Linked DNA regions of Mus musculus: region 1 is linked to region 2. A link is a contact called in public promoter capture Hi-C data. All regions are on one chromosome and are shown on one strand. The core of a region is the stretch at or near the end of the contact, and the rest is flanking DNA. Distances in the headings are between cores, read along the strand shown. Region 1 holds the start of Plaur (plasminogen activator, urokinase receptor). Region 2 holds the start of Zfp93 (zinc finger protein 93).

What was found. Promoter capture Hi-C pulls out the DNA fragments that hold promoters and counts their contacts.
Region 1: a promoter capture Hi-C map of liver shows a contact between it and region 2, with 2.9 times the contacts expected there. The contact joins the promoter of Plaur here to the promoter of Zfp93 in region 2. A contact is called at or near these places in 4 of 39 promoter capture datasets (liver, pre-B cells and stem cell-derived epiblast-like cells), 1 of 115 datasets of contacts at active chromatin or transcription factors (embryonic stem cells) and 1 of 9 other capture datasets (liver).

What each region holds. Positions count from the first base shown.
Region 1 is chr7:24,457,254-24,464,128 of GRCm38.p6, reverse strand. Plaur (plasminogen activator, urokinase receptor) reads right to left here and starts at 1,646. Exons shown (of 7, transcript NM_011113.4): 1 at 1,562-1,646. The coding sequence starts at 1,619.
Region 2 is chr7:24,265,235-24,272,197 of GRCm38.p6, reverse strand. It overlaps Zfp93 (zinc finger protein 93), which reads right to left and starts at 1,780. Exons shown (of 4, transcript NM_009567.4): 1 at 1,517-1,780; 2 at 528-585. The coding sequence starts at 542.

The DNA.
Region 1 (6,875 bases), core at 397-2,896, 190 kb before region 2:
TGAAATGTTTTCACTATTTATGGCTGGTCACTATTTATGTAAACCAGGCTGGCCTTAAAGTCAGAAATCCACCTGCCTTGGAATTAAGGCTATTTTCCCATCACACTCTACTCTGTTCTTGGTAGACTAGCCCTGCCGGGGCTTAACAGCACACAGCCCAGCTGTTCTCACCCTCAGGAGGGGTCATATATCCGATATTCTGCCCATCAGATATTTACATGAAGATTTCTAACAGTTGCAAAATTACAGTTATGAAGTAGCAACAAAAATAATTTTATGGTCGGAGGTCACCAAACTGTGAGGAGTTGTATTAAAGGATCATAGCATTCGGAAGGTTGAGAACCACTTTCAAAGACCCACCTCAGCCCCCAAACGTTTGTCCCACCCCAGGACCGAAGTCCCTCCTGCAGGTCTTCACCTAGGCCACGTCTCGCCAATGTTATAGCCCCCCGCCTCAGACTGCCCAGTTTTTTTTTTCGTTTTTTTTTTAAAGATTTATTTATTATTATGTGTAAGTACACTGTAGCTGTCTTCAGATGCACCAGAAGAGGGCGTCAGATCTCATTATAGATGGTTGTGACCCACCATGTGGTTGCTGGGATTTGAACTAAGGACCTTCGGAAAAGCAGTCCGTGCTCTTAACCACTGAGCCATCTCTCCAGCCCCCGACTGCCCAGTTTCTAATCAGAACTTTTGCACCAGCCTAGCCTTAGTCTGGCCCCCATTTCCCAGACAAGTTCCAGGAACAGAAAGGCTAAGTAACTGTCCTGAACCACACAGCCAGTTTTGACCCCAGGTGGCAGCCCCACTCCAGGGTCCCCTCCTCCCGGGGTTGGATTTCACAGTAAGAACTGTCCTGTCTGAGCCCCGAGATCCGGTCTGCAATTTAGAGCCGGTCCCTTTGTGCCAGATATCCTTTCTTCAACAAGAGCCCCTCCCCTTTGCACCCCCACCCCTCCCCCCTCTAGCTCCCAGACCACCCAGGCCCCGCCAGAGATCTTTTCCCACCCCATTAATCATCTCCGGTCTCCCGCGGACTAGAGAGGGCTTTCCGAGTTATTCACCGTGCCAAACCCTGACTCAATTCCTTCCCCATTTCCCTCTACTTTCTCAACACCATTTCCCCCGCATTTCCTGGAGGAAGAAGGCTGAGGACATAACATAGTAAAAGACAAGTGTATTCGAGGGACAGGCCCTGGGCTCCCGCTGAACTCTGTGGACCTTTGAGATGTAGACCCCTGAGCCCCTGTCTTGTCCCAAAGTGGGATCCCCACACAGACCAAAACACTGTGGGGAGTGGCTGTGAGGTCACATGTCCAGTTATCATTCAACCCCTAGCTGTGAGGCTTTGGACCAGCTTCTTAACCTCTCTGTTCCTCCGCGTCCTCCAGTGTGCCAGGCACTGTGCACCAGGGATCAGCGTTTACTAAATGAATGCCTGCGGGAGTCTGACTGTGCCACGTGGAGCCTGAGAACACACCCGGAGAATAGCTGGATAGAAGGGTGGAGCGCTGGGCCATCCTCCTCTAGCTCACGCCCGGTGCCACCACGCAGCTCTTACCTGGGACACAGGTAGTCGCCAGCAACAGCAGCAGCAGCAGCCGCCTTGGGAGTCCCATGGGTTCTTCCTTCACCTCTGCTCTAGACTGACCGAGGGGAAGAAGACAGTTTTGTGACCCTAGGGCTCCTCCCACTGTTTGCTAAAGAGTGAGTCAGCTCCAGGGGTTGCCTCGCCTCCCCCCGCCCCGCCCCCGCCCCCCCCCCCCAGCCCTTCCTCTTCCATAGTTCAAGAAACTCTGCCCCTTCCATACATAGTAAGATGCAGTCTCAAAAAAGGAGGGAGGGAAAGAGGGAGGGAGGAACGGAGGGAGAGAGGGAGGGAGAAGGAGGGATGAGGGAGAGAGAGAGAGAGAGAGAGAGAGAGAGAGACTATGATGGAGAAAGGAAGACAACCAAATAGCAAGGGTTAGAATCCTCTCTAGCCTTGGCTATTTCTTACCAATCAGAGTTTATGTTTTCAAAGTTTGTTTTATTTGAGTTTCTCCAGAGAGAGTCTTGCTATGAAGACCAGCCTTGAACTCAGGAACCTCCTGCCTCAGTCTCCCCCGAGTCTGGATCATGGGCACGCTACCATCCTTGGCCGAGGCGGTACAATTCCATGTAGGGAAATCATGTGGAACACTAACTTGCCAAACTAGAGGGCAAAATTCCTTCAGCTCCTGACCAAGGACCTCCTGGGTACTGGGCACTGTTCCAGGAACTGGAACACAGCAGGAAACACAAGGACGCCACCCTCTGCCATTACGATGGGGAGGATACATTAGTTATCTAATCTCTCCCATCAGTCGGAAACCAGGGGAAAAACAAGTTGAAAGAGGAACAAACTGTAGGGAGAGAGGTAAATGGCTTAATTGCTTTGGGAGGGTGATGCGGAGGGCAGCCAGGAAAGGTGTGCAAGAAGTCTAGTGGATTCCTACAGAAAGCCTTTGAGGGAGAGGAAAGAGTCATCGCAAAAGCCCTGAGGGCAAAGAATCACTCAGAGCGGCTCAGTGTGGCTGATGAGTGGGAACCAGAGAGAGCAGAGAGCAATGAGTAGCACCCGTACAGTAGTGATGTCACTGCTGTGAGTACCGAGTCACTGAAGCCTGAGCTGGGAAACACGGAACCCAAGGTCTCCTGCAGGATTGACAAGGAGTCTACCACTGAGCCACGCCCCCAGCCCCTCACTGGGGGAGGCTAGGCAGAGGCTCTACCACTGTGCCACGCCCCCAGCCCCTCCCTGGGGGATTCTAGGCAGGGGCTCTACCACTGAGCCACGCCCCCAGCCCCTCACTGGGGGATTCTAGGCAGGGGCTCTACCACTGAGCCATGCCCCCAGCCCCTCATTGGGGGATTCTAGGCAGGGGCTCTACCACTGAGCCACGCCTCCAGCCCCTCACTGGGGGAGGCTAGGCAGAGGCTCTACCACTGAGCCACACCCCAACCCCTCACTGGGGGAGGCTAGGCAGGGGCTCCACCACTGAGCCACACACCCAGCTTGGCTTGATTTAATGTCAAGATAAGGTAAAAGGTGAAAAATAAAAATAAAAATGCCCAAATAAAGTTTTCCTCTAAGAGGTCCTAACTGAGAGAGTAGGGGGCTGGCCCCAGACTGTGAGGGCTGTGTGACTTACTGATCATTAGCAGGTGTCTTTCTTAGCCTCTCTGTGCTGCAAGCTCATCTGGAAGGTTGAGACAGCAAAGGTCTGAGAGGAGCCCTGAGAGAAGTGAGAGAGATCCTGTTTCATATGGAGGAGGAAAACAAACTGTGATTGCTTTAGGGCCTCAGGCGTAGTATATGCTCAATAAGAAGGTGGTTGTCTTGAACATATTCATTCCTAACTCTAGAATCTGTCAATTGAAAAGCTTTTGCTGGGGGCTGGAGAGATGGCTCAGCATTTAAGAGCACTGACTGCTCTTCCAAAGGTCCTGAGTTCAAATCCCAGCAACCACATGGTGGCTTATACCAATCTGATGCCCTCTTCTGGGGTGTCTGAGGACAGCTACAGTGTACTTACATATAATAATAAATAAATTTAAAAACATTCTACAAAGTTGATTGACTAAGCGTAGAGTTGGAATGTTACAGGTCCAGAGCCAAATTTATGGTAGGCTACCTATGTTTTTTTAAAATAGGTATGTATTGCTTTTCTCGGTGTTGGCTCTAACATTCGGGCAGCTGCTGGATAGTTTGGGGGTGTGCAAACACATCCCCAGCTTCTACCAATCTAAAGGCTACGAACATCATCAGAGAGCATCTGAGGTCTATAGTAGAATTTTCCCAGTTTGTTCTAAGCCTCAGCTTTGAAAGTTGCTGTGAGATTCAGCCTACTTCATGCTGTCGCTCTGAGAAGTTCATGTAACCGTGGGTGCTTAGGGGATCACGAATCTGTGTCCCCTGGCCATGGTCACTCACGTTTGGCTCCAGAATGCACTCATCCTCTGGGGAGAGGTGTGCTTTATGGCAGCTGGCCCAACCTCTCTCCCAACCCTTCCCCCTACCCTCCTGCCAGAGCTCTTGCTATGTGACAGGGAAGCTGGCCCCAGCCTGGGAGTCTGAGGTCAGTGTTTGTCATGCTGATGGTGGCCAGGATGGGCCACTCCCTGGTTGTGTCACCATAAGCCAACACAGTTCTCTGTTTCTTTACTTGGAAGACTGAACATTGGTTGGGGCTGGGTTGGGGCAGTGTTTGCCTAGCATACAGAGCTTGGGATCCAGTTGCCACCATACCTGTCCACCAGAGTTCTGGAAGCTGAGACAGGGGCATTAGGCGTGCTGGCATTACTGGCATATGCCACCTCTATCTGCCTCTGCATAACTATCTCTCTTTCTGCGTCCCCTCCTCAGTTGTCTGTTTGTCTGTCCATATCTTCTTCCTTCCCTGTGGGTTTGTACCACTCTGACTTCTGGGAGGTTCCAGTCAGGAGTAGAAGGAAGGGAGAGAAAAGTGCCAAGTCACTGATCCCCTGTGTAGAAAAATTGCAGGAATGTCCACTCCTTCCTTCTGGTGACTCACCTGGCCTCACCCTGCTGCTGGGTTGTGGGCGAGGTCCAGCGCGTGGGGGCTTCCCCAGCCTGAGGAAGGAAAAAAGACTATATAGGGATAAAGGTGAGAGTGGGGGGCAGAGGAGATGGAGAGGAAGAGAGGGAGGAGGAAAGAGACAGGGGAAGGGAGAGGGAGGGGAGAGAGAGAGAGAGGGAGAGGGAGGAAGAGGGAGAGGGAGAGAGAGAGGGAGAGAGAGAGCAGAGTCAGGAGTGAAGGGAGCCAAGGGTTAGAGGGAGAGATGACCTGGGAAGGAGAAACAATAGATGAGAGAAGAGTCTGAGCGGGCTGGGGTGCCGCTCAGTTGTAGAGCACTTGCACGTGAAATGGGCCAAATCAAACCAGATTAGATTAAATTCAAGTTTATTGGGAAGCTGCTCTCGGACGAGTTCACTGGACCCAAGGACTGAAGCCAGGGGAGTCGCCATGGGGAGGGGGAAGAGGAAGAGAGACAAAGAGAGAAGAGAAGGGGTGTGTGTGTGAAGAGAAAGACCAAATGTCTGGATTATATAAGGAAGAATCCCTGGGGGAAGGGCAGCCCAGCCGGTGTACGAGAAAGTTCAGGGTATGCCAGGTAGGGACTGAGGGATGCCGGAGAACCTGGAGGCCAGGTCTGCTTTGGTGTGTAAAATTCGTACCTCAGTCTCTTGTCCCAGGGTCCGAAGCCAAACGTTGCCTAGGATACCCTGGGTCCTGGGTTTGAGGGGCGGGGGGGGGGGGGGAGAGCCGAGGCCACAGAAGGCAGTGGGGTCCCTAGAACCAGGGAGTTCCACACACGAACCATACCTGGATCATCTGTAAGAGCAACTGTAGCTGCCGAGCCATCTCTCCAACTTCCCACCTCTTTAAAAATTAGCACTGGGTGTGGTCCGAGAGGACCCGAGGCCTCACTGGACACCAGACACATAGCTAGTGCACATACAGGTACAAAACACTTACACTTATTAAATAAATAACCCCTTAATTTTTTTTTTTTTTTAAAGATTCTAGCTAGGGGCTGGACAGATACCTCAGAGGATAGGAGGGCTTGCTTCTCTTCCAGAGTTCTCAGTACTCACGTGGGGTAACTCATAGCCACCTGTAGCTGCCCGCAGCTACATGAACTGGGTTCCTGAGAGAAAAGCTGGGGCTGGATGGGAGAGAGAAAGAACGAGACCAACACAAGTTTCTGATCAAGGCTCAAAGTTTACTTCTTGAGTCTGAACTTTAAAAGGGGGGGGGGGGGAAGCCCATCCCCCACCACGCCAGGCTCTCCTTGCTACGGATCGGATCGGCCAGGAAAACAGGTTCAGCCCCTCAGCAGGTAGTGACTTCTTGTGGCAGGGCAATAAACTTCACCTAAGTCGGAAGACTCCACCCTAGGTGGGCCAGCCGGCTGTGGCTTAAACAAGGTCTAAATCAGCCCACTCAAGGCTGGGGGAGGGCACAGCCATCTGAAATGCTAGCTCCAGGGAAGCCAGTGCTCTCTTCTCACTTCTGGGGTGCCAACAGACAGGCAGTATTATTTGTCTATCTGTCTGTCTCTCTTTCTTGTGTGTGTGTGTGTATGTGTGTGTGTTCCCACAGGCCCCTGCTTTCTTGCACACAGTGTTCTCCACACTCTGCCCTGCTCCAGTCTTTCCATGACACTGAGGCAAGCTATGTTCGTAAGTACTCTCTCTTTCTACGCAGGATGTGTGTGCCTCTCAAAGTTGAGCGGCTTCCTGTGGTTTGTGTGACTCTCTGTGTGCTACCACAAAGAACTCTGTGCCCAGCAACTGTGGTCTAAACCGAAATCCAGCACTGAGGAGTCTGAGGCAGGAGGATCAGGAGCTTGAGATCGGTCTGGACTACATAATGAAGTCCCACCCGTTTCCAGTTCAGGACGGGAGAGTCTCCTCCACTGTTTTCCTCACTGGCCTCTTGACCAGCCCGGTAACCTCTGAGGGTGACACCTCTTTACAGTCCCTGCAGCTGGTCATTGGACCCTACAGCTGGTCGTTCTCTCTTGGAGGTGGCGCCTTCCTCTCTCTCTTTCTTCTTCCCACCAACCCAGAACCAAGGGCTCACTGTCTGTAGGACAAGATGGCTGACCCAGACTTCTGCCTCCTCTCTCAGGAAAAACCACCTACCCCTTAGACTTGGGCCCTTAACACCCTACCTCTGTCAGCTCACAGGCTGGGTGCCCTGTACCTCACAGTGGGAAGACACCAGCCTTATGCAGAGCTGGGCATGGAATCCAGGGTCTGAGTGAAATAGGCAAAACCATTCCGACGGAGCTGCCAGCCTTAATTCTAACATCCACACCGCCCC
Region 2 (6,963 bases), core at 531-3,030:
CCTGAATCATGGCTCCTGGGTGCTCAGCGGTGTCTAATAAATGCGCTGAGTTTCAGGGCTGCTGGGGAGTCTCCATCAGAGCACACAGCTCATTCGATCCCAGCTTGTCTGTACATGTGTCTGTGTGTCTGTCCTTTCTTCATTCCTCCATCATCTGAGTTGGGTCAACCACAGAAGCTGTGCGGAAGCCAGACGCTCCCTGGTTGTTCAGGATATGAATGCTCAGGAAGTCCAATGCAGGAAATGAGAGTGACCAGTTTTCTGTGTGCATGTGTGTACACATGTGTGCATGCATGTGAGTGTACATATGTACACAAGGGTACACATGCATGTACAGGCTACAGCCCAACCTCTGGTGTCCTTCCTCAGGTGCTGTCTAGGGTTTTTGTTTGTTTTGGGAACAGGGTCCTTCCGTGGCCTGGACCTTGTCAAATAGGCTACGGTGGCTGCAGAGCACTTGCCCAGCATGCAGGGGTCCTGTTTCCAATCCCTAGCACTGTGGGGATGGGGGAAGCAACCCGACTTACCTGTAACTTGGTCATTGTTCTCTTCTCTTTGAGACAAGGCAGGGCTCTGGGAAGCAAGCTGGGGGAAGAGGGGCTTCGTGAGAACACTGCTAGGACAGTTGGTCCACATGGCTTCCTCAGCTTCTCCATCAGCCCCAAGGGCTGTGCGCGCTGACCAGGCTTTTCTGCCTACTTCCCACTAATTGGTAGTGTAAGACTCTGGGTTAAAGTTAAGGGGCCACCCATGCCTCACCTCGCTCACCGCAGCGGGTTAGAAAAGGCCACATTTTCTATTTCTGGCAGCTTGTGTGTGTGCATGTGGGGGGTGGGGTGGGGGGTGCTGGGCACTCTTACCTTCACAAGGCTGCCTGTAGTGATGGGTTTTCCAGAAAAACAAATCTTCACTAAGCTCTGAACTCTATGATGCGTGCTGTGTCATGACTGACTACCACTCTCAGAAAGATCTATCAATTGTGACAGCTATCTTACATATTATTGTTTCCATACATGGAAATGATAGAGTCCTCTTTTGTATCTCCCTCTAAAAGACTTAATTACTAGTAAACATTGTTCATTTACAAGAGCCGCCACAAAGTCCAAAGTCTCTTTTCCCACAGGCATGAAAATAATGACCAATTAAAAAACAAAACAAAACAATAACAAAAAACGCTAAACCCTCTCCAAGGAATGGGGAGTTTGAGCCTACAAGATGGCTCAGCGGGTAAAGGAAACTGCCACTGAGTCTAACCTGCTGAGTTTGAGTCTCTGGGTACCATTAAGTTGACTCCCACAAGTTGTCTTTTGACTTCTTTTCTTTCTTTCTTTCTTTCTTTCTTTCTTTCTTTCTTTCTTTCTTTCTTTCTTTCTTTCTCTCTCTCTCTCTCTCTCTTTCTTCTAATTATTAAATACATTTATTTAATAACTTTAACAAAATAAAAATATTGTTTATTTAAATAAATAAATAAATAAATAAATAGGGGTGGAATCACATAAAAAGTAAAGTTGCATACCACTTAAGGATTCAGGACATGGGCCATCTCTCATCATAGCTCCCCTGCCAGGCTCCCCTGGGAAGCTAGCCTCTCCTGGGGCTCTGCAAGGGGCTGAGGTGTGTCAGTGTAGGGCAGCCCCGCCTCAGGCAGAGCCCAGCGAGAGAGGACCTGGATGCCGGGCTTGTTCCTGGGCCGCAGATGCGGTCACTGAGGGGATACATCAGGAGCACAGGCGCAAAGGAAATGCAGAGCGATGGCCCAGGTTTTCACCTCACAGGAAGCACTCACAAACATCCTCCCCTCCCGGGAGCGGAAACGACCTTGACCACTACTGGCGTTGGAACTACAATTCCCAGAATTCCTCAGTGGCTGCACTCTCTGGGGACTATATTCCCCGGAATGGCAAAGCTTCGGTGAACCTTTTTAACTAAGGGGATTCCTTTTGGTAGGTCGCTCTTCTGTGTTGCTTTTCGGTTTATTCATTTCTGAAATTCCATGAAAGTCAACTGTGGATACTTCTTTGTTTTTGTTGTTGTTTTGTTTTTCCGAGGCAGGGTTTCTCTGTGTAGCCCTGGCTGTCCTGGAACTCCCCCAGTAGTCCAGGCTGGCCTCGAACTGACAGATCTGTCTGCCTCTGCCTCCCAAGTGCTGTGATTAAAGGAGAGGGCCAGCAGATCTTGCTGTGGATACATTTTTTTTTAAAATTGAGATCCCATACTGTATTACATTATAAAAGCTAACAGGGAAACTGCACAGCTGCAGTTGCCTAATTAGGCAGCAGAGTCAGAGTTTCTGCATAGAAACCCCCTATGAGGGGTGGGGGACCGGCTCAGTTGTAGAGCACTGCCCAGAATCCCCTAGTGAGGGGCTGTGGGAGTGACCTGGTGGTAGAACATGGGCTATCTGGGCCACTCTTCTGTTGCTGTGAAGGGACATCATGACCAAGGCAACGCTTATAAAAGGAAACATTTAATTAGAGGCTTGCGTACACTTTTAGGGGTTTAGTGCATTATCATGGCAAGAGCATGGCAGCAGCGGGCATGGGAGGGAGAGTTAAATCCTCATCCATACTGGAGAGACAAAGAGACACATGTGCTCTTAAAATCTCTAGCCATGCCCAGTGATATACTTTCACCATCAAGGCCATACCTCCTGTCTTTCAAATCCTTTCAATGAGTTCTACTCCCTGGTGACTAAGCATTTTAACATGAGCCTGTGGGGGGCGTTCTCACTCAAACCACAACCTGCCCAGCATCCTCCAGTGGGGGCTTGATCCTTGACCTTCAGAGCCCTGGAGCTGTCAGAAAGAACTCTTTATCTGAGATACAGCCTGGGGGAGTCCGTGGGAGCAGCATAGGTCTGAACCACAGATGGACCTGGGTCATGAAGGACAGCCCGACCTAGACCTAGAGGGGAAGGAGGAGAAGCAAGTCATTCACAAGTCAAGTTTAGTAAAGACGTTCAAAATATTGGTTACAGTATAAACAAACAAACAACAGCAAAAGCTCTGTCCCCACAGAATGTCAGGGCCCATAATTCCAATTGCACACATTTCAGTTCACTGTACTAGGCTAATAAATATAAGATGCTGACTGAAGGCCCCTTTCAGGAATACTGAGGAACACAAATCAATATGAATGCAGGTTGGAGACGGGTGAGCATTTTCAAATGAGTCTTACTTACAGGGCCCCTCTCCACTTGCACCGGAAATGGCTGAGTCCTGAGCACATGCAGCTCTGCACCTCAGATACAGAGGGGCTTCCTGTGAGAAAGGGACGCGTAGGTCAACGACGGTTCTGCCAGTCACCAACGTTGGTTAAATCCTTTCCTGCAGCCTTTCTCTGTAGACTTGGATGGATGCTGAGATTTCCCTGCCAGTGTCCTGTTGTAGATGGCGCTGGTGCTGTTTGTATTTTGATGCTAATTCTGCTCTCCTGGGAGGGGTTGCGGACAAGGAGTGAGTCATACACTCAGGCTTCTTGTGAATCAATCCCCTAATGAATAAAGGAGTCAATCACTGAGCAAGTAGGGGCGACTTCCAGGATGCACGGAGGAAGAGAGGAAGCAGGAGAGTTTGGTCTTTTTCGACAGGGATAGTGTGAGGACAAGATGTAATTACTAGTGTCTCCTGGTTTCAATGGCGGATCCGTCAGGATTCGCAACCGGAGGATTTAGATTTAATATGGCGTACAAGATTTTAGCTGCTGTGCCCAGTGATTGAGTTACAATTTTTTTTTTCTGAACTAAGTTTGTGTTGCATTTTCCTTCTTGTGGCAGCTCGTCTGGGTTCAAAAGAGAAAGGTACGAAGGCAAAGCGTGGGTTTGCCAGATGTGCACCACAAAGGCCGTGTGGGTTTTGAAGCATAGGGTTGGTATAGTAGCAACCCGCCAGTGGGAACTTAGCAAGCTGGGTGGAGAGATTTTGGAGCTCTGACTCAGAGAGTCTCCAGGAGTTAAGAACTGGCTGGTGGGACTGCTGGGGCTGAGAGTAGCTGGGAGAAGTGCGGAAGCTTGGCGTTCATTTTATATTTCCCGCAACAATGATAGGGCAATTTTCCACTCGTCTGTGATTTCTGACATTTGTAAAGAATCTCCCAGCTGAGCATTGGTGCCACAAGCCTTTAATCCTGCACCCGGGAGGAAGAGACAGGTAGATTTCTGAGTTCAAGGCTAGCCTGGTCTACAGAGCACATTCCAGAGCAGCCAGATCGACAGCTGTCTTGAGAAAATAAAAGAAAATTAAAAAAAAAAAAAAAAAGAAAGAAAGAAAGAAAGAAAAGAAAAGAATTGATTTCCCATAGAGAACCTTGTCTATAGGATGAGATTTTTTCTAACTCAGCTATCTCCCGAAATAATTGAGACAGAGCCCTATAGACTTATTCCACAAGCTTTAAGCACAATAACTGAGCAGATATTCCTAACCCTCTATGCTGTCTTAGCTGTTTCCCAGCCACACACACGTTACTTGCATTTAGTCTCACCTTAGCTTTCTCTGCTCTGTCTGTCTGTCCTCAAGGAGCACTCCCTTGGCAAATCTGCCTCATGCCTGACATCATGGTGACTCTGTTCATCTTCTTCACCTGACCTGTGGCCCTCTTCTTCCTCCTCCTCCTCTCTCTCAGGTCCCTGGCTTGGATCGGAAGTTCAGCCTAATCACTGAACTAATCACTGACTGTTCAGCATTTTCTTAGCCAATCAGAAATAACCGGGCCACATTCTTTACATCACATTGATACAGGAGATGCTGAGAAAAGTTGCTAACAGGGAGTGGAAGTAGCTCAGAAGAAAGAAGTTTGTCGCAGTCAATAAAGATGAAAAATGAATTGGAGATCTGAAGACAGCTTTGACATCAGCCATGGAGATGCAGAGTTTGGAGTTTGCCCAGCTGGTTTCAAGTCTTTCTTTGGGGATTACAGTTAAGTAATTGGATGACTCTCAGAAGAGACCTTAAGCTTTGGGCTTTTAACATTGTTGACACTGCTATAGATTATGGGGACTCTAGAAGTTGACTAATTGTATTTTGCATTATATTGTGTTTAGTTATGGCCTCCAATGGACTCATATGTTTGAACAAGCCTATGGGGGCCAGGGAATGGAATGTTATGGTTTGTATATGCTTGGCCCAGGGAGTGGCACTATTAGAAGGTCTAGTCCTGTTGGAGTAGGTTGGCCCTATTGGAGTAGGCATGTCACTGTGGGTGTGGGCTTTAAGACCCTCATTCTAGCTGCCTGGAAGCCAGTATTCTACTAGCAGCCTTCAGATGAAAATATAGAACTCTCAGCTCCTCCTGCACTATGACTGCTTGGATGCTGCCATGTTCCCACCTTGATGATAATGGACTGAATCTCTGAACCTGTAAGCCAGCTCCATTTAAATGTTTTCCTTATAAGAGTTGCCTTGGCCATGGTGTCTGTTCACAGCAGTAAAACCCTAACTAAGACAAGGGCCAAACCTAGTCAAACCACCACATTTCACACCCTGGCCACCATAGGATTGTAGCCATTATAATGCAAAAATGCATTTTTTTCCAAGTTCAAAAATCCCACAGTCTACCACAATCTCAATGTTTAAAATTTCAAAGTTTACAGTCTCCTTTGAGATTCATGCAATCTTTCTTTTTTTTTAAAGATTTATTTATTTATTTATTTATTTATTATATATAAATATGCTGTAGCTGTCTTCAGACACTCCAGAAGAGGGAGTCAGATCTCGTTATGGATGGTTGTGAGCCACCATGTGGTTGCTGGGATTTGAACTCAGGACCTTCGGAAGAGCAGTCAGGTGCTCTTACCCACTGAGCCATCTCACCAGCCCCTCATGCAATCTCTTAACTAATCCCCTATAACATGAAAATCCAGAAGCAGACCATGTTTCCACCATCACAGGATATACATTGCCATTCCAAAATGCCATAGTGAGGAACTACCTGACCAAAGCAAGACCAAAAATCAGCTGGAAAAACTCCAAACTCTGTTCTGATGTCCAACTCCTTTCAGGTTTGTTGACTACTACATAATTCTTTCTCTTGGGCTGGATCCACTCTGTGCTATTAGCTTCCCTCAGCAAGTATCCCATGGTTCTGGCATCTCTAACATCATGGGGTCTCCAAAGCGACTTCAGTTTCATAGCTTCTTGTTCCAATGTCCGAATCCACACATGATCTTCCAGGCTCCTCCAAAGTGCTTGGGTCACTTTTCCAGCTCAGGCCTCCACGGCACTCAAGGCTCTGGTTGACTCCACTCGACTGCTGCTGCTATTGTTGTTGGTCATCCATGGCACTGGTATCCCCAAGACACTGGTGTCTTTCCCTGAAACTAGATTGCACTTTCATCAATAGCCTCTCATAGGCCTCCTTCATGGTTCAAAACCTTGACTTCTTTGAATGACCCCTTCAGTCCTGGGCCTTCAACTGTCACTGAGGCTGTACCTTCACCAATGGCCTTTCCTGGCCCCTCACAGTGCCAAGCCTCAGTTGTTCCCCATGACCCCTCATGCCTTCAAGTCCAGTACCACTTGTGTGGTTCTTACACATTACCCAGTCTGACTGCCAGTAGGATGTTATCTCTGGAACATGATTTCTTTGTGCTCTCAGAAAAAACTTCCCAGATTTCACCTCAGTGATGCTGGTCTCTTTGTAATCACTGCTAATTTCTTAGTGCCAGCTAATCAGTATCACTTATTGTCCCAGTAGTTCCTTCTATTCTAGACTCCAAAGCCAGAGCTCCATGGCCAAAGCTGCCAAGTTCTTCTGCTTTCTGGGGCTGGAACATGGCCTCCTTCTTCTATTACATCTTTATTATTTTTTGAAGAATCCCATTACTGCCTAATTATGGCTTTCCTGGTACTTGTTCTGTAGATTTATTGTGAACTTAGAGATCTGCATGTGTCTATCTCCTAACAGCTTGAATTAACAGCCTGTACAACCACGCCTCGACTTAAGCTTTTCTTTACCTGGAACTTGCTC